Regions from separate parts of the Mus musculus genome. Here regions 1 and 3 are each linked to region 2. Evidence: chromatin contacts called from public Hi-C data. All regions are on one chromosome and are shown on one strand. The core of a region is the stretch at or near the end of the contact, and the rest is flanking DNA. Distances in the headings are between cores, read along the strand shown. Region 1 holds the start of Eef2kmt (eukaryotic elongation factor 2 lysine methyltransferase). Region 2 holds the start of Nde1 (nudE neurodevelopment protein 1). Region 3 holds the start of 1810013L24Rik (RIKEN cDNA 1810013L24 gene).

Region 1 (3,776 bases), core at 745-3,244, 8.9 Mb after region 2:
ACACACACACACACACACACACACACAGGATCCCTCTGTGACTTGTCCCTCCTACATTCAGATCTAATTAAAATGCATGATTTTTGTTGCACTCCAAGATAAGATGGCTCTGTAGCCCACGTAGGGTCTTTTTTCAAACTGTTCTTGTCTGTGGTATCAAAAGGTTAGACCAGCTTCCACTGGCTAATACTTTAGGATACATCATGTAGTACTACTATGATGCCAACTGCTGCTCTTTTGTTCTGTAGCAGCAGTGATCAATCACTAATATGAGTGATGTACAAGTGTATCTCTCTGGTTCCCATTTCTTGTATCACCAATTGCAGGCAGGGAACTGATCAAAATGGCACAGGCAAGTGAGCGCCCCGGAGGCCACTCTAAGCCAGCCTTCCTCAGTCACCAGGTCCCATGCTCCTTGGGTGAGTGCAGCATGAGGAATATGCAATGTGAGTCACAGTAATAGTCCAGCATGGCGGCACACACCGAGAAGCCTGGGTGCTTTGGAGGCTGAGGCAGGAGCATCACTGCAAGGTTCGGGCCAAGACGGGCTACAAAGAGAATACCAACCTAGCCAGGTCTGCATAGCAAGACACTGTAAAACAAACCAATAATGCTACTTCAATAACTCAGTGGGTATAGGCACTTGCCAAATGGCTTGAGTTCAACCCACATGGTAGAAGGAAAGAACCAACTTCTTCAAGCCATCCTCTGACTTCTATTTATGTGTGGTGGATCACAAACACACACATACACAAATAATCAATGTAAAGAAATTAAAAGGCAAAATCCCACAGAAACAATCATAGTTCATTTTATTTAAATCAAGTCAGCTCAGGGAATAAAAGACCAATCCCATCTTGGTCCCCTATGCTGGCCTGGATTTTTGGAGGGTCACAGACCTGACTGTAATTAATTCCCTTCTGTTGTTCTCCAAAACAAACCTCAGGATTTCTTGTCTAAAGGAGGTAATGGGATACAATCTGTCCCCTTCATCAACATTCTGCAAGTATATTTAACAAGCTAGCTCTAGAAGCTTCCAAATGGAGATTTTGAGACATTTGCTAAACTGAACTGTTACACCTTGAATGACAGTGCACACTTGGAGGACAACAGGGGTGGCTTGCCAGTGTCCTGCCTTTCAACTCTAGGGACTTTGAACAGAATACTCTGCCACCCACTGCAGCTAACTCCCACTCTTAGTTCAGATTCTATTCCTTGCAAGATGAAACAAAACTCCTGCTGGAAGCCTCTGCAATTCTGTGCACTAATTTTCAGAGCAGATACTGTTACTGTTATATGTGTGTGTGTGTGTGAACACATATACACAAATAACGTAAAGAAATTAAAAGATGAAACCCCACAGAAACAATCTCAGTTCATTTTATTTAAATGAACCCAGTTCAGGGAATAAAGACCAACTCCTTGGTCCCCTATGCTGACCTGGCTTCGTGGATGTGTGTGTGTACACGCGCGCACTCGCGCGTGTGCGTGCGCAGGTAGGCTGAAGGATCCCAGGTATCACTTCCTAACACCCAGGTGGGGTTAGACCCCTCCAAAAATCTTCCTCGGCTACTTCGAGGGCAGACCCACCCTAGCCTCGCCCCCGGCTGATCTGAGCTCGCCCCAGACCACCCAAAGACAACCGGCTAAGAGTTGCTCAACCTCAATCTCAGCCCCACCCCCATTCCCGCTCGGGCCCACCTTCCAACCCCCAGTTCCTGCCAAGGACCGCCCTCTGAGCCCCGCCCCCAAGCCAGTCTAGGCTTCGCCTCCAAGTTGCCAGCTCCAGCTCCAGGAACTGTTTAAAACGCTCCCCAGTCAGGCCCAACCCGGCCCGGTCCGCCTCTAACCCTGCCCCACCGTACTCCCCGCCCCGCGGGCACCATCTTGCCCCGCCTCCTGGGCCGGAACATAGACTAGCCCCCGCCCACATCTTACCTCCTAGTTGCCACGCCTCCTCCGTCTCAGGCCTCGCTTCCGCCCGTTTCCAGGCAACCCTGGCCCTGCCCCGCGATGGCGCCTGAGGACCACGAGGGGGCCACGTCTCTGCTGCAGAGTTTCGAGCGCCGCTTCCTGGCGGCTCGCGCGCTGCCCTCCTTTCCCTGGCAGGTGGGCGGCGGGCGTGCGGCGGGTATCAGGGTCGAGCACCACGGGCGGCGGGGCCGGGAGTCTCGGGCCGCCTTTGCTCACCGCTGGACTGGGGGAGGCAGGCGGGCCCTTCCCCGGCAGGGTTTACAGGGTCACGAACCGGGCTGGATTATTTTAGCAACTTTTAAGCCAGTAATCGGTCATCTTGGCGACTGCAAAACAACTTTGAAAAACTAAACGTCTTCAAATGGCAAGAGCCGCGCTCTCCTGAAAAGGAGGCCAGGTCCCCATCCGAAGGGCAGGCTTCAGGCAGAACCGTCTCAGAGGGAGTTCGGACTGAAAATGGTGCTTCCCTGTGGCCTGGGGACCTGCAGCTCGGACGCGAGGATCCTTTAGAGCGTGCCTCGCTGTTAACTCTTGTGCGGTGAGCTCACCGGCATGAGTTACTATAGATTTGTATTCCTCCAGAGTCTACCCGGTTTCGTTGGGTGGTTTGGGTAGTTGTATTATTTCATCGACATAAAATATCTCTGGTCTTAACGCAAAACGAAACCCGAATAACATATAAGTCCTTATTCAATGTCAACTGTAATAATAGTTCATGTGCTGTGCTAAGTACTTGCTCAGGGTCACCCACAGTGCACAGCACTGGCGTCTGTGGTCACTCCATTTGACCAGGAGTTTAAGAAGGAAAGAATCAGAGCTCTGGCCGGGGAGGCCAGCTTCCTGCTTATAGTTCTAATTCAACCCCCTGTGTGCTGTGGGACTTTACAAGAGGCTACATCTCTGTGCCATCATTTCTAATTAATACAGTAAAGGATACAATGATAGCAGCCTCTTGCTACTAAACAGCTGGACTTCTTTTCCTTTGCCCAGCTAGAAATCATAGATAGACAAAAAGTTCTGGGAGTGCTGATCTCTGCTGACTGTGTTTTTCTGTGCCGGCTGTAGGCAGACAAGACCAGTAATTGCAGGTTTCTTGAGTGTAGGGCCCTTGGCCCTCCGGGAGTTCTTAGGACATTTTTGGCTGCGAGCTTCCCAGCAGGCCAAGGTATTGGATTTCTTCAGCCCTTGGCAGCAGCCCTTAGAAACATACAGCTCTTGTGCAGGTCTTGGAAGTGCGGATTCATTAGCTCTTGACCATGGCCAGCCTGTCTGCTTTTACAATTCTGCCGTCCACTGTTGAGCCTTGACTGGGTCTGCTTTCTCCTTGTTACCCCCGCAGCCCGCACTACTAAAGTAGGCAAGAGACTCTTCCCAGGAGGTAGCGCGGGAGGGTTCCTTACAGTCTACTCCCTCTTTGACCACAGCAGCAGGCTGTGTAGGTGTCTGAACCAATCACGGCTTTGCCTCTTGTTCCATCCCAGCCATCCTTCCGCTACGCCACTAGGGGGCGTGCTCCCCTCTGTCCCACAGGAAATGAGTGCAGAGCAATACACTGTACACCCAGGTTTGTAACAGCAAAAAGTTTCAAACAGCCCCGGCTGAGCCCGCAGCTTCAGCAGTCATGACAATCAGGTCTGGTTGTCTAAGGGTGTTTATGGAGTGTTCAGGCAGCCAAGGCTGGTATAAGCTGTCAGACTGACAATCCTTTTGCTGAAGGCAACCAAGGTAGAAAGGGAGAGTCCCACAGCTCCAAATTAGGGAGTCATACTGCCCCATCCCCCAAACTGTAGCTTATGTATAGG
Region 2 (3,973 bases), core at 453-2,952:
ATTTCAGCACGGGGTTTCTGTGTATGTGCAAAGTATTCCTGTGCATGAGGAGCCAGAAGTGGGGTTTGTGTGTGTGTGTGTGTGTGTGTGTGTGCAGGTGTTTGTGTGCATGCAGGGTCAGAAGTGACATCAGGTGTCTTCCTCTATCACTCTCCACCTTTTTAATTTTATTTATTTATTTATTTATTTATTTATTTTTGAGGTAAGGTCTCTCATTGAACCCAGGGCTCACATTCTCCTGCACTGGGCAGCAAGCCTCAGGGCCCCCCTGTCCCCCAAGCTGGGTACTGCAAATCACAGGTGTGCACCATCACACCAGCTTTTTGGTGCTGGGGACATCACTTAGGTCCTCACACTTTGAAATAAGAACTTTCAGTCCTTAGGATTGGTTTTGTTGGGAGGAGTCCCCCAAAATTAAGTCTACAAAACTGTCTGAGAACACACACAAGTCACACACCTCTAATTTCAAATTTCTAGGAAAGAAATAAAGTGATGTCTGAGTGAAGAAAGCTAGCCAAGCTGATCACCAATACTCGATGCCAATATCGAATGAACCAATACCCTTCTCCAGCCCAAGTTTATATCTCTCTCAAATAAACAAGACGTGAATGGGAGCCAGGTGATGGTGGACACCTCTAATCCCAGCACTTGGGAGGCAAAGGCAAGAGAATCAACTTGAGTTCGAGGCCAGCCTGGTCTATAGAGCAAGTTCCAGGTCAAACACATCAAGAGTCAGTCACTAAGCCTAGCTTGTCTTCTTGCTGCTTAAGTACAAAGACATGCGACTTCAGAGGGGTTGGAGGGTTGGTCATAGTTCTGTAAGTTCCTCTTACTGAACTCCATATGGAATTCTGAAAGGGGAATTACTTAAACCTCAAAACGGGCTGAATACCAGTGTGCTGGGGAAGAGAAGTGCGTGGTCAGATACCCTCAGGCTCTGGAGTAGTTTCTATCAGACTATACTTCAAAAGCACCCCTTCTGAGTCCTAAAATGTTATCCTAACACACAATACACAGAAACAGGTGGCAGAGCCAATTACAAACCTCCACCCAGCTAGAGAAGTTGAGCGAGGATCCGGCTAAAGCGCAGAAGGATGCACAACCTGGCAAAAAGTCGAGATGATTTAGGAAATATGAAGTCGCTCCGGAGTCAAGGTGACTCCGGGTTGCCCAGGACCTCAAAGAGGTAGAGGTGAGCTGGGCCAACATCCAAGGTGTGGGGTAAGCACTCTCACCCTTTGTCGGATAAAGTTTATCCGATCCAAAGTGCTGTCTAGGGAAATTTGAAACGTCCAGCGGCCGAGACCTATAGGCATCGAGGGGAAGGTTGGATATAGGTTGGTATCCGTGCGGCAGCAGTTGGGGACCCGGAAACTGTGGGGTGAAGGGGCAGACTAAGAACTCGGGGGCCTTGGGGCGGCGTGGGCATGGGTCTTGAGGACGTTCGAGGATAGAAAAGCAGCCAGCAGAAGAGGAACGGAGTTGGCCAGGGCGAGCGGCGGAGCTCACGGATGGAAGGTGGAAAGCTGAGGAGGGCAGGTGTGGGGGACACGTCGGATGGATGCTGCGGGCGTGGCGGAGACCCGCCCGCAGCCTGGCTCCACTTACCCAGCCCGGGCGGCGACGATTCCAGCGAGGCGCGGGCCGGCAGGCCTTTCTTGCCCTCCAGCCTCGCCGGTACTGCGCGGTGCGCGCCTCCCATTGGCTGCCGCTCTCGGGACGCGTCTGACTCGGCCAATCAGCGCAAAGAAGCGAGGTTTGGAAACTTTTTCTCTCTAGGCCCGGGCGCGGCTGGGCCAAGCCTCGGTGGGGGCGGGAGGGGCCGCAGGAGGCGCAGGCCACTGGCCCGGAAGGCGGGCGTGGAGAGGGCCTGCTGGCGGCTCGGTACTCGCCGTGCCACGCACTCTGGAACATCCGCACGCCTCTCCTTCACACTGGTTGCATTTATCTGCTCTTGCTCTTGCCCAAGAATAGACAAAGGAGCAATTGGTCGGAGAAACCCGGGCATTAGGAATAGCTGATATTGGGTTACACTTGTAAGTGCCCTACCCGATTCCAAAAATGCTATACTAGCCCAGAATGCACAAAGACAAAAACAGGCATAGAGAACGACAAACTTCCGCCCAGCCCACAGGACCCTTGTTATTCCACAACTTTACACCCCAAATAGAATCTTTAACTGTTGTGGCTTCTTCTGAGACAGAATAGTTTAATGTGAAAGAACTTGACTTTGAATCCTAACTCCGCCGCTTACTAGCTATGTGTATTTGAAACAAGGTATTTAATTACTCGTGGATAAAATGGTCGTCGTCGTCGTCCCCCCCCCCCCCCCCCGAGCTAAATAAATAAGTTTACAAGACTTTGTGCAGTGCTTTGTAAATAAGCCGGGCAGTGGTGGAGCACACCTTTAATCCTAGCACTCGGGAGGCAGAGGCAGACGGATTTCTGAGTTTGAGACCAGCCTGGTCTACAGCGTGAGTTCCAGGACAGTCAGAGCTACACAGAGAAACCCTGTCTTGAAAAACAAACAAACAGGGCTGGCGAGATGGCTCAGGGGTTAAGAGCACCCGACTGGTCCCGAGTTCAAGTCCCAGTAGCCACATGGTGGCTCACAACCATCCATAACGAAATCTGATGCCTTCTTCTGGGATATCTGAGGACAGCTACAGTGTACTTACATATAATAAATAAATAAATCTTTAAAAAAAAAAAAAAGTCATCATATGGTTGCTAGGAATTGACCTCTAGGAGATCAGTGTTCTTAACTGTTGAGCAATCTCTCCAGCCCCTTGTTTTTTCCTTTTTTGAAACACTTTTCCTATGTAACTTGGGCTGGCCTCAAATTTCTGAGTATTCCCTTAGCCTTATTTTTCAGTGGGATCACAGGCCCAGCTAATAATAATTTCTTAACGTTAAGCCATTAATTGTTCATTAATTATTAAATACTATTAGGCACAGGTAATTTTACAACCTGGTGACTAAGACAAAGAATCTGATCTTAAAGGGTTAATACAGTAAACGGAAACAGAATTTCAGATGCCAAATGTTGCTGAAGACTATTTAGAGACTGGGAAGCCAGAGAAAGGCATAGTTAGCTTACATTTCTGGCAGTGTTGGCCTTGAACCTAGGCCCTTGGCCATGTTAAGCAAATACTGTATCATTCAGCTGTATCTCCAGCCTCCTAGAATTGTTTAAAAGATGAGAAAAAGGGTACAGGAAATCCAAGTGTTTCGATTTTGTACCTAACAAAAGGAGCTTCAGAAGGCTCTTTTTGACTCTTACAATCATGTTCTGTTCCCCTGGGCTACACAAGTAATGCCTCCTGCCCCCTGCCCCCTGCCCCTCTCCTCAGTTTTGTTGGTTGAACTCAATACCTTACCCACTCTAGGTAAATGCTCTACCACTGACCTATACCTTCAGCCCCCTTTTTTCTTTTCTTTTCTTTTTCTTTCTTTCTTTCTTTCTTTTTTTTTTTTTTTTTAGTCAAATTCCTTCTAAGATGCCCAGGCTGGACCTAAGCTCACCCTGTAGCCTGGATAAGCTGAATTTGTAATTTTGTCTCTACCTTTGAAGGAGCTGGGATCAAAGTCCTGGGCTACTGTAGTTGGCTTTGCTCTTTTTTTTTAAAAAAAAATTCTGTTCATTTTGTTTGTAGCTTTTGTGCTGTGACCAAGCTGAGAGTTTGACTTCTCTTCCTTTGATCCTGTCCTCATGGGTGGTAGAGGAGAACTCTGTTTAGTAACTTAGGTCTTTGGGGAGTTGAATCAAATGCAAAGTATCCAGTGAAACACCAATAATAAATCTCTGTTATCTTTGTTTCATAAATGTGAAGATTATTACTGAGCAAAGGAAAAAAAAAGGAAGTTGGTTTTTTTTTTTTTTTTAATGAGACAGGGTCTCTTTGTGCAGTTCTAGTTGCCCTGGAACTGTGCCACTACTTCTGGCAAAAAGTTGAAACCTACTTTTATTAAA
Region 3 (4,214 bases), core at 601-3,100, 5.3 Mb after region 2:
AGATCTGATGAACTTACTAGATGCAGGCCAACATTCATAATTCCAATCCAATCAGCAAGAGTTCAAAGAACTCCAATGTTTTTACACTGCCATGCTCCCAGTGGCCAGAGTCAAGAATCTGCAGACTCTGGGTAATTGCTTCTATTGAATCATTTTCCAGACAAGGCTCACCTGTCTTGTCTTCCACAGCAGAGCTTTAATCTCAGCCCTTTGCAGACTGCGTTAAATCCTTGCTAAAGGGTAGGAGCTAGGGGATTGATGTCTCAGGCACTGTAGAGTAACCAGCAGCCCCCTCTCAAGATTGACAACCAAGTGTCCCGTAGGCACTGTCATACGTCCCCGAGGGAGGAATAGGAGGCGTGTCAAAAATTGCCTCTGGATATCTAGCTAGAACACCACAGATATTCTCAAGTTGCAAGGCATTCAAGGTTAGCAGAAGCTGAACTTGAGAGGAGAAAACACACTCAGAACATCGGCTGTCAACCGGAACGTGGCCTGCCCTTCCTCCCTCCCCGCCTACCCTGGCAAGACAGCAAGGTTATCTTTACCTTTATAGAGGTTGGTGACGGCGGTGGCTGCGTTTTGGAAGGGGACCCAGAGAGAAAGTCCTGGCTGCTGACACACTCGGTCTGGAAACAAAAAGGGGGGAAAAAAAACAATAGGGGGGGGAAAAAGACACACACAAGGACATAGAGAAAGAAGAGAATGTTATTTGGGCGTCACTCACTCCGGAACGGCCATATTAGGTTTCGCCATTTTGTTCAGGATTTGGGGATCCCAAAGGGAGCGTGAGACCGGAGTTACTGGGTCGAGGAAGGGGAACCTGACAACAGCGCAACCCGAGTGGCGAACGCCGCCCGGCAGGCTCAGGGAAGCGCCCCTAGCAGTCTCCGCCCCGAGGCCGGCTCGGGGCACAATAGGGCCGCCCCACCGCCTCCTTCGCCATTTTGTGACAGGGACTCCTCCCCTACCCCCACGATCCGACCGGGGACACCCGGACCGGTACGTGGGGACCCTCGGGAGGTACTCTAAATCGGGGGTCTCCCCATCCTTCATCGTAGTTTTCCCCCTCCCAGGGTAGCTCCTCCGTCGCCGTCCTGCGGGTCAGATGGCCAGGGGTCCGCGGCACGGCCCTCCCCTCCCAGTCGTCCGGCTATCCCCGCAGGGTGCGAGGAGCCGCCAGGTCCCGGGGACCGAGCCGGGAACCGGGGGGAAGAGCAGCTCCGCAGGCCGGGGCGGCGCCAAGATGGCGGCGCGGCCTCACCTTTGTAGAGCTGAGCCACGGCCGTGGCCGAGTTCTGGAAGAGATGCCACAGCTTCTGTTGCTTGTGCTCGGGCTGCGCGGCGGCCGCCGCCTCCTCCTGCAGCTCGGGAGACAACTGCTCGTCCTGCTCGGCCTCGGCCAGGCACTGCCGCTCCCACTTGGAGAACCAATGCTCCGGCCCGTGCTCCTGGATCTCCGCCTCGCCCTCCTCCTTCCGCTCCTCCATCCTCCGCGGCCTCCCGCGGCCTGGCCGCCGCCGCCGCGTCCTCCTTAAGCGCGGTCCCCGCGGGAACGTCGTCGTCGACAGGCCCGGGAACGAGGGGCCCGGCGGCCGGCCCAGGCCTCTGTGCAAGCCCGCGGAGCCGGCACCCACCCCGCACAGCCCGAGTCCTCTGCCCACCAACCCCGCTCCGAGGTGCCGCACCCTGCCCTAGCCTCGCCCGCACCCCTTTACCGCCCACCCACGGCCCCGCGGCCTCGGTCCGACCGCCGCCGCTCTCCAACCGGCGTTCCCTGTCCGGCCTGCGCCGCCGAGCCCACCTCGAAGACTGAGGAACGTCGTCTACGGCGGCGGCGTCGACGCCTCTGCGGCGACCGGGCCCCGCCCTCCCCCGCCCACATGCTGACTGGAAAGCGCCGCCCACTTGGCCAGCGGCGCTTCCCCGGCAGGAGGCGGTTGGGGCGCGCCCACCGTCGACCTTCCCCATTGGCCCGCCGCAACGGGTTCCGCGTGCTGGCCCCTGAACGCAGCGTTCTGATTGGCTTACCCGCCTGTCGAACTGATGTCATCAATGGGCGGGGGGCTGGGGGAAGGAGTAAATGTCAGGGAACTTGAAGACTGTAGAGCAGGGAGGAGTTGACAGTGTTTGCGTGCGACCAACCAAAGCAGAAGAAGAAATATCTGTACACTGGAGCCAAGGGATTGCGCTTGCGCGGTGCTCGCTTCGCTCCCGCACCCCGTCTGAGAGTCACGTGACTCCGCCGGGTGACCGCACCCCGCGGGGGCCTTTCCCGGGCTTGCAAGTGCATGGTCACGCAGTGTTTATGTGCTGACTCCTCGAGTTCCTGAGAAGTGCAGTCTACCTCTGTTTGCAGCGCCCTTTCTATGTTTTTTTAATGCCAGAATTCCCAACCTTAGTGGGGCAAGTAAAGCGTGTGAATCCAAAGGAAAATTCTCCGGAGGTGTGAGCGACCTGGGGACGCTCACCGAGATTTCCCGGAGAAGGGGACCGGAGGGAGCTGGACACCAGGGCCGCCTGGCGGACAGTGCGCCCAGCGCTAGTAGCGGCCCGGCACCTGTCCCATGCACGCTCCCGGGACACGTGCGACCGCCGCGTCCCGCCCCCGCCCCCCATGTGCAATTGCTGGCACCCGGGCCCCTGCACTGCTCACTCAGAGTGATCAGTGCCAGGAAAGAGGTCTGGAAGCCTGGGAACAAGAGGGCAGCACAATGACGGGACCTCTCAGCCTCTGAGCTGACAGCTTATGTATGCCATCTGTACTGGATGGAAGTCCTGCAGGATCTGATCCTGCCTGCTCTGGCTTCTCCGGACTTCTCCCTGATCTGTCTGGTTCCCAGAGCCTAATCTCTGGACTCTCTGAAAGTTCATATTCCATTTTCCTTAGGACTAGGCTCAAAGCCAGGTGTGCTGGTGCTCTTTGTTTTGTTTCCTTCTTTTTTTTTTTTTTTTTTTTTTCTTTTTTGGTATTTCGAGACAGGGTTTCTCTGTATAGCCCTGGCTGTCCTGGAACTCACTTTGTAGATAGACCAGGCTGGCCTTGAACTCAGAAATCCGCCTGCCTCTGCCTCCGGTGCGCCACCACGCCCGGCCTGTTTTGTTTCTTGAAACAACTTTTTTTTTTTTTTTTTTTGGTAGTTTTGGGATTGCCTTGAAATCATAGAGATCCTCCTGCCTCTACCTCCTGGGCGCTGGGATTAAAAGCCTTTGCCACCACACCTTGTGATGCGTTTTTGTTTTTTATTTTGTTTTATGTATAATTTATTTTAATTTTACTTATTTTTGTATTATATTAGATAATATGTAACATTACATTATTGTTATATTTTATCTTATTTTTTATAATTTGCTTTATAAATAATTCATATTTTAATATATGATTCATAAAATCTTTATTTTAAGTGCATTAATGTTTTGCCTTCATATGTATATGGCGGGAGGAGTGGGTGTCAGAAGCCCTGGAACTGGAGTTGTAGATGTGAGCTGCCACGTAGATGCTGGGAATTGAACCTGGGTCCTCTAGAAGGGCAGCATGTGCTTTTAATCTCTGAGCCATCTCTCTAGCCCCTTGTTTGTTTATTTGTTTTAAATCTTAAATTGTCCCCAATGATGCCTAAGCAACATTATGTATCACAAATCAACACCTGGACCCTTCAGATGCCCAAAACCAGCTTGTAAGAAGCAATCTGTCGGCAGTTGGAGCACCAACTGCTCTCCTAGCGGTCCTGAGTTCAATTCCCAGCAACCACATGGTGGCTCACAACCATCTGTAATGGGATCCAATGCCTTCTTCTGGTGTGTCTGAAGACAGCTACAGGGTACTCATATACCTAAAATAAATAAATCTTAAAAAAAAAAGAGCCTTATAGGGAACATGATATTTGGGGGGGAGGGGGGGAAGCAAGCACAGTGGAACACAGCTGTAGTCAATCCCAGCACTCAGGAGAAATGTTACAGATTGAGTTCTGTGTAAACCAGGACTTCATAGGCAGATCTAACCTCAAAAACAGACAAACAACAATAACCACAACAAAAACGCTGTACAAAAGTCACAGGGCATAAAATCAAACATAGGAAGAAGACAAAAAGTCCCAGCCTGGGATTAGAGTACACTCAAAAGGAAGGAGTTTCTCTGCCTTGGGGGTGACACATAGATAAGTTCCTACTGGATAGGGCAAGATAGAATAAAAATGTAAGCCATTCTTTCTGCC

The links. Hi-C and Micro-C count contacts between places; a contact is called where the count stands out from the background.
Region 1: a Hi-C map of CD8 T cells shows a contact between it and region 2, with 4 times the contacts expected there. The contact joins the promoter of Eef2kmt here to the promoter of Nde1 in region 2. A contact is called at or near these places in 3 of 484 Hi-C or Micro-C datasets (CD4 T cells and CD8 T cells).
Region 3: a contact with region 2 is called in a Hi-C map of CD8 T cells, with 4 times the contacts expected there. The contact joins the promoter of 1810013L24Rik here to the promoter of Nde1 in region 2. A contact is called at or near these places in 3 of 484 Hi-C or Micro-C datasets (CD4 T cells, CD8 T cells and regulatory T cells).

The regions. Positions count from the first base shown.
Region 1 is chr16:5,254,174-5,257,949 of GRCm38.p6, reverse strand. It overlaps Eef2kmt (eukaryotic elongation factor 2 lysine methyltransferase), which reads left to right and starts at 1,994. Exons shown (of 8, transcript NM_027446.2): 1 at 1,994-2,109. The coding sequence starts at 2,014. It overlaps Gm15983 (a long non-coding RNA gene), which reads right to left and starts at 1,987. Exons shown (of 3, transcript XR_003951974.1): 1 at 1,939-1,987.
Region 2 is chr16:14,161,004-14,164,976 of GRCm38.p6, reverse strand. It overlaps Nde1 (nudE neurodevelopment protein 1), which reads right to left and starts at 1,702. Exons shown (of 9, transcript NM_023317.2): 1 at 1,609-1,702.
Region 3 is chr16:8,827,736-8,831,949 of GRCm38.p6, reverse strand. It overlaps 1810013L24Rik (RIKEN cDNA 1810013L24 gene), which reads right to left and starts at 1,850. Exons shown (of 4, transcript NM_001081400.3): 1 at 1,265-1,850; 2 at 549-629. The coding sequence starts at 1,490.